Regions from separate parts of the Sus scrofa genome. Here region 2 is linked to region 1. A link is a contact called in public promoter capture Hi-C data. All regions are on one chromosome and are shown on one strand. The core of a region is the stretch at or near the end of the contact, and the rest is flanking DNA. Distances in the headings are between cores, read along the strand shown.

The links. Promoter capture Hi-C pulls out the DNA fragments that hold promoters and counts their contacts.
Region 2: a contact with region 1 is called in a promoter capture Hi-C map of fetal liver, with 2.3 times the contacts expected there. The contact joins the promoter of LOC100621778 here to the promoter of CENPT in region 1. A contact is called at or near these places in 1 of 5 promoter capture datasets (fetal liver) and 1 of 2 datasets of contacts at active chromatin or transcription factors (alveolar macrophages).

What each region holds. Positions count from the first base shown.
Region 1 is chr6:28,455,217-28,458,074 of Sscrofa11.1, forward strand. CENPT (centromere protein T) reads right to left here and starts at 1,404. Exons shown (of 11, transcript XR_002344575.1): 1 at 802-1,404.
Region 2 is chr6:28,597,566-28,600,370 of Sscrofa11.1, forward strand. It overlaps LOC100621778 (dipeptidase 2), which reads right to left and starts at 1,505. Exons shown (of 11, transcript XM_003355779.5): 1 at 1,349-1,505; 2 at 780-1,035; 3 at 329-455; 4 at 1-15. The coding sequence starts at 1,436. LOC106507567 (a long non-coding RNA gene) reads left to right here and starts at 2,635. Exons shown (of 3, transcript XR_002344578.1): 1 at 2,635-2,805.

The sequences.
Region 1 (2,858 bases), core at 154-2,653:
AGGGAATATAATGAGCCCACCAGAGAGAGGGGCTGAGGAAGGCTTCAAAGAGGTGACTTTGGAAGAAGTAGGGGTTAACCACACAGACAAAAGGAACAATTGGAAGAGTATTCATTCTAGACACTAAAATAACAATCCAAAGACATTTAAGTATTTGTAAACCTTTTAAGTACTTGTCAGGGTCTGAGAGCAACCTCCATGTGGGTCATTCCAGCCCTAGTCTCTCCAGTCCAATTCCCTCTCAGATTTCAGAACCACATATATGTTCCTAGGGCACAACTCCCACCTTATCACTCATAGGTGAAGGAATGGCTTCCCGTTGTCTATAAAGGAACTGTATTGCCCGAGGAAGCTCGCAGATGCCTGTCTTCTACACCCTTTGCTCACCCACTGACACTCCTACCAAGTCAAACCAAATTCCTTGCTCCCTAGCAAAGCATCTTTCCAGTTTCTGCCTTCCGACTTCTGCCCAGGCTATGCTCTCCAGCTCCTTTCCCATCTTCCAGGTGGGAACTGCCTGAGAGGCAGTTCTGGGCAGATGCCTGGGCACACGCTGGAAAACTGGCCTGGAAAACAGAGCAGAAGTCCAGATTCTGAGCGCTGTTCTTTGCCTCCAGAAGCGGGCCTCCAAAGAGCTCTGAGGTCCCGAGCGGTGGAGTCTCAGGGGTAGGGACACAAACAGCTAACCCGAGCCCAGCTAGGGGAAAGGAGCCTGTTCTCAGAGCCCTGGGCTCTGCTCCTTTCCGAAACTGTTTCCCTCTCCAAACAGGGTCAGCGCTGGACCCCACCGCCTCTATATACCCAATCCGAGCACTTCGGGGTCGCCGCGGGGTGCGCGGATCCGCTGTATCCAGCACGCGCCGTAGCAGCGTGCGCGTCGTAGGCTCGCTGTCCGGGCTGTGGCTGTCCGCCATCGCCTCAGCTGTCCGTACTCTCAACCGCTCCCGCAGCAGGGACAGCCGCCTTCCCGCCGCCGCATTTAAGCCAACGCTCGCGAGGCTGCTTTTTCAGGTCAACTCTCGCGACGCTGCCGCACAGCCCGACGGGAATTGAAGTTACAGACGTGCTGCCCGCTTCATGTTCAGCGAATATAGTGGTGGTTGCAAACTGGTTTTGCAGGCATTCTTACCTTGAGCCTGGGCAAACATACGCAAGTCTTGCTTTTCTTACATGTAAACTGAGGATGATAACCACCTAATAAAGGGTTAGTGGTGGTGTAATGATTCAATGAGATAATGTTTAACTCATGATCTGACACATAGTAATCCAGGCCATCAATGAATAGCAGTCATTGGAGTTCTTCTGTGGCCCACCGGGTTAAGGATCCAGGTTTGTCTGTGCAGCAGTTTGTATCGCTACTGTGGCATGGGTTCAATTTCTGGCCCAGCAACTTAGGAAGACTTAGGCATGCAGCAGGAGTGACCAAAAAAAAAAATAATAATAAAATAAATAAAATAAACAAACAAACAGCAGTCACTATTGTTAGACCATCTTCTTCACCAAAGATGAGGTGAGACAAATTTGGGTGAAGAAAAAGTAACTGTTGAAGTTCCCGTCGTGGCTCAGTGATTAATGAATCTGACTAGGAACCATGAGTTTTCAGGTTCAATCCCTGGCCTGGCTCAGTGGGTTAAGGATCCTGCGTTGCTGTGAACTGTGGTGTAGGTCACAGACATGGCTCGGATCCTGCGTTGCTGTGGCTCTGGCAAAGGCCGGTGGCTACAGCTCCGATTGGACCCCTAGCCTGGGAACCTCCATATGCCACAGGCATGGCCCTAGAAAAAAAATAAAATAAAAAAATAACTGTTGAAGTTCCTTGGTGGTGCTATGGGTTAAGGATCTGGGTTTGTCACTGTTGAGGCGTGGATTGGATCCCTGGACCTGAAACTTCTGAAGGCGTCTGGGCACAGCCAAAGAGAAATGACAACAGCAGCAAAAAATATTCTGTATGTGACCTGGTCAGATTTGCATTTGCAAAGACCAATGTGTCTGTAACATCCATACCTATCACAAGAGAGCATTTTGCAGGCTTGGCGACTAGTGGGCTGTTTGTGATCCAGGAGAGATGTTATCTTCAGATATATGCAGTTATGAGAAGAATTCCAGCTCTCAAAAAATCTGTCAGTGCTGGAGATTCCATTACCATATTTTCACCAATTGAGAGCCCCCTCCTCCACTTTCTTAAATTTTCATCAGGGAGGTTTGTTTTGTTTGTTTTTTTTAAGGGCCACACCCACTGCATATGAAAGTTACCAGGGTAGGAGTCAAATTGGAGCTACAGCTGCTGGCCTACCCCACAGCCATAACAATGTGGGATCGGTGCCAAGTCTGTGATCCACACCACAGTTCACACGGCAATGCCGGATCCTTAACCCACTGAACAAGGCCAGGGATTGAACCCCTGTCCACATGGATACAGTCTGGTTTGTTACCACTGAGCCACGAAGGGAGCTCCCGGCATTGTTAGTGCAACAGCTTGGGTGGCTGCTCTGGCAAAGATTCGATCCCTGGCCTGGGAACTTACACATGCTTACAGGTGTGACAAAAAAAAAAAAAAAAAAAAAAAAAAAAAAAAAAATCATGGGAACTGAATTAGAACTTGAATTCTTTTTTTTTTTTTTTTTTTTTTTTTTTTGTCTTTTTGCTATTTCTTTGGGCCGCTCCCGCGGCATATGGAGGTTCCCAGGCTAGGGATCGAATCGGAGCTGTAGCCGCCAGCCTACGCCAGAGCCACAGCAACATGGGATCCAAGCCGAGTCTGCAACCTACACCACAGCTCACGGCAACGCCAGATTGTTAGCCCACTGAGCAAGGGCAGGGACCGAACCCACAACCTCATGGTTCCTAGTTGGATTCGT
Region 2 (2,805 bases), core at 255-2,754, 140 kb after region 1:
GTAGGCTGACCAGAACTGGGAGAAGGCCAGGGGTTGGTTTGGGCAGGGCTTGCTGTGGAATTCCTTGGGTTTCTCGTAGCCTCCACAGCTAGCACAGCACTCACTGTGCCCAGAAGTCATAGGTAATGTGTTGTTCATTCTGTGGTACTTGGATGGCCATAGGTTGGCTCGGCATGACCCCGGTAGCCCCCAGCATCCATATCATGGCACTTTCTAGGTTCATCATTGAAACTGAGTTCCCATGTGACTAACTTGTTGTCTCTGAGGCCCCCACGATCCCCCACATTCCCCAGCAGCCATGGTGGCAACGTGTGTGTCCCTTTGGTACCTGGGCACCCACGAGACCATCTCTAAGCCGGTCCAAGTTGGTGTGGCCGTGGCTGAAATTGCGCAGATTAACATCCTGTAGCCGGTTGTGGTAAAACTGCCTCACGACCAGGGGCATGTCGTTGTGGCTGGAGGGAGGTCAAGGCAAATGGTTGGGCTCCTTTGCCTTTAGTATCAGGCAGAACACGTTCGTTGCCTGGCCTGGGCTGTCCCAGGCTCCCCCATCTCTGACTCTCACACAGCTGGTCACACTAAGACCAACTGATGCTTGGGCAAGGGGTTCCCACCAGGGGCGGGGGTGACAGAGGAGGGAAAGGGCACCCATGGATGATGGGAGAGGACATCCAGGGGTGGTGTGAGGGAGCCTCCTCAGTAGCTCTGCCTGCTCTGGGTGTCCTTCCCCGCTCAGGGAACGGCCAGGGCCCCACCAGCCACCGCATCGCCCTACGCACCCGTCCACGAGCGGGAAGTCCCGCATCAGGGCCCGCGCACGCTCTGGCAGACTTGGGGCCCTGGGGGTTCCCGGCGCGGTGGGGGCGCTCGGGGCGCCCGGCGCCGTCTGGGCGCGGGTTACTGGCCGCAGCAGCAGCCACAGCAGGAGCAGCAGATGCAGCAGAGGCCGCTGGCGGAGCTCGCGGGGACCTTGGAGGCCCCTGGGCCGCATGCTGCGCGGGGCCGGGCAAGCGGGCAAGGGCGGGTCTCCAGAGCCTGGGAAGGACGGACGATGGGGTTCCGCCGATCCCCACAGGCTACCCAGGGGCGCAGCCTCGAGCGGAAGGAGAGCGCACCTTGTCCCAAGACCTCCCTCCCGCACCCACGTCCAGGCGCGAGGAGAGCCGCAATCCCTCAAGCACGTCCGCCAGGGGGCGGCACCGCCCTCCTGCCCCCTGTTGAGAAGGGGCCAAGCTGGCCTCCGAGAGCCCATTCGCGTCCCTTCGCAGGTTCCCTCTGCCACTGCTCCTCTTCCCACCCCGCACCGCGCCAGGGACCCGCCCCAGGTTGCTCTCCCCCTACCTCTAACCTTGCTCTCCAAGAGAGAGAGTCTGGGGTGCTTCTCTCAGAGAGTGGCCTTCAGCCCCAGGCCTTCCCAGAGCACATCTTGTCCCCATCTGCCGGCAGCCTGCCCCGCCCACCCGGAGGGCTGCGTGCGAGTGTCTCTATGGCCACAGTGCTGTGGTCTCCAGGATTCCTGGTGCTGGGCAACGTGGGGTGGGTGTGGGGGAGGAGATAGTTTCTGGAAATCCAGAGTTAACCTTGTGGATGCTGGATTCAGGAAGGGGCCCTCTGCCCCCACCTTTCTCCCTCTACTTGACTCTCCTGCCTGCACGACAATCCCGTGGGGACTTCAGTCAGTAATGGAACTGTCAGGGGCTCCCCTCCCCCATCTTCCGCAGTCAGCCTCAGGAAGGAGCTCCCTCAGGAGTTGCTACACCTCCCCAGGGCCTGAATCGAGAGACTTTTGTGATGTGATCTGAGCAACCATCTGGGGAGAGTCAAGGACGCTTTTACTCAACAAAGCAGGAATCCAGACAGTTGGTTATTTGAGGGGAAGGAAATGCAGTCATTTCCATGGCATCAGAGCCTCCATTCCAGCACCCTTTCTCCCACAGCTGCTGGCTGACCTGTTGGCCAGGATCCCTCCTACCTCAGTGTGGAAGGCAGGGGCTTCCTGAGGAAGTATAAGTCCCGAGGAAAGACCTGGGAGGTGGGATCTGCAGCCAAACTGGCCTTTTCTCGTGCTCCTTGTGGCTCTAGCTCTCCCAGAAACCTCAAGGGCCAAGTTCCTATCCTTGCTCAGAGGTCCCACCCCATTCCCCACTTTCAGCCTCAGGCCTTCGCCCTAGCTGCCTCCTCTAGGAACAGCTCCCTCACTCCACCCCCAGGCACACATGTACACCGAGGATGTGCCTTCCCAAAGAAGCTCCACCACTGAGATGCTTCAGGGACTGTACCCAGACTCCTTTATCTTCAGCCTCAAGGTTCTACTCTAGTCCTTGGCACCCCCTAGAACTCTTCCACCTTTGGAACCTTTTTCAGGTGGCAGGAATGAGCAGTGCAGTGGTAGTGACCTCAGTCTGAGCCCTGGAGACCCTAGAAATTGCCCTAAAAAGGAAATGAGTAAAACTCTTCCAGGGGGACTAGAGGTCCTGAGCTCCCCAGGAGTGGAAGGGTCCCAGCTTGTGTGTAGCTGAGGGATCCTGCATTTGGTGTGGCCCAGTGCCTGCAGGCCAGGAGGAAGGGCAAACTAGCAGCGCTGTGGTGGAGGTGAGTCTGTGTCCTGCTCACTGCAGCTGGAGGATTCTCTTGGCAGCCCCACTGCAGAGCGTGCGTCCTTTCCAGCTCTGCTTCAGAGAACAGCAGGGTGTATTGGTGCCCCGGCTGTCTTGGACACCTAACTCGGACCTTGATCCCTTCCCTCCCCAGCTGCCCCCTTGCTGGTCAGCAGCCCCCATAGTCACTCTTGCAGCTGGGGGGAGA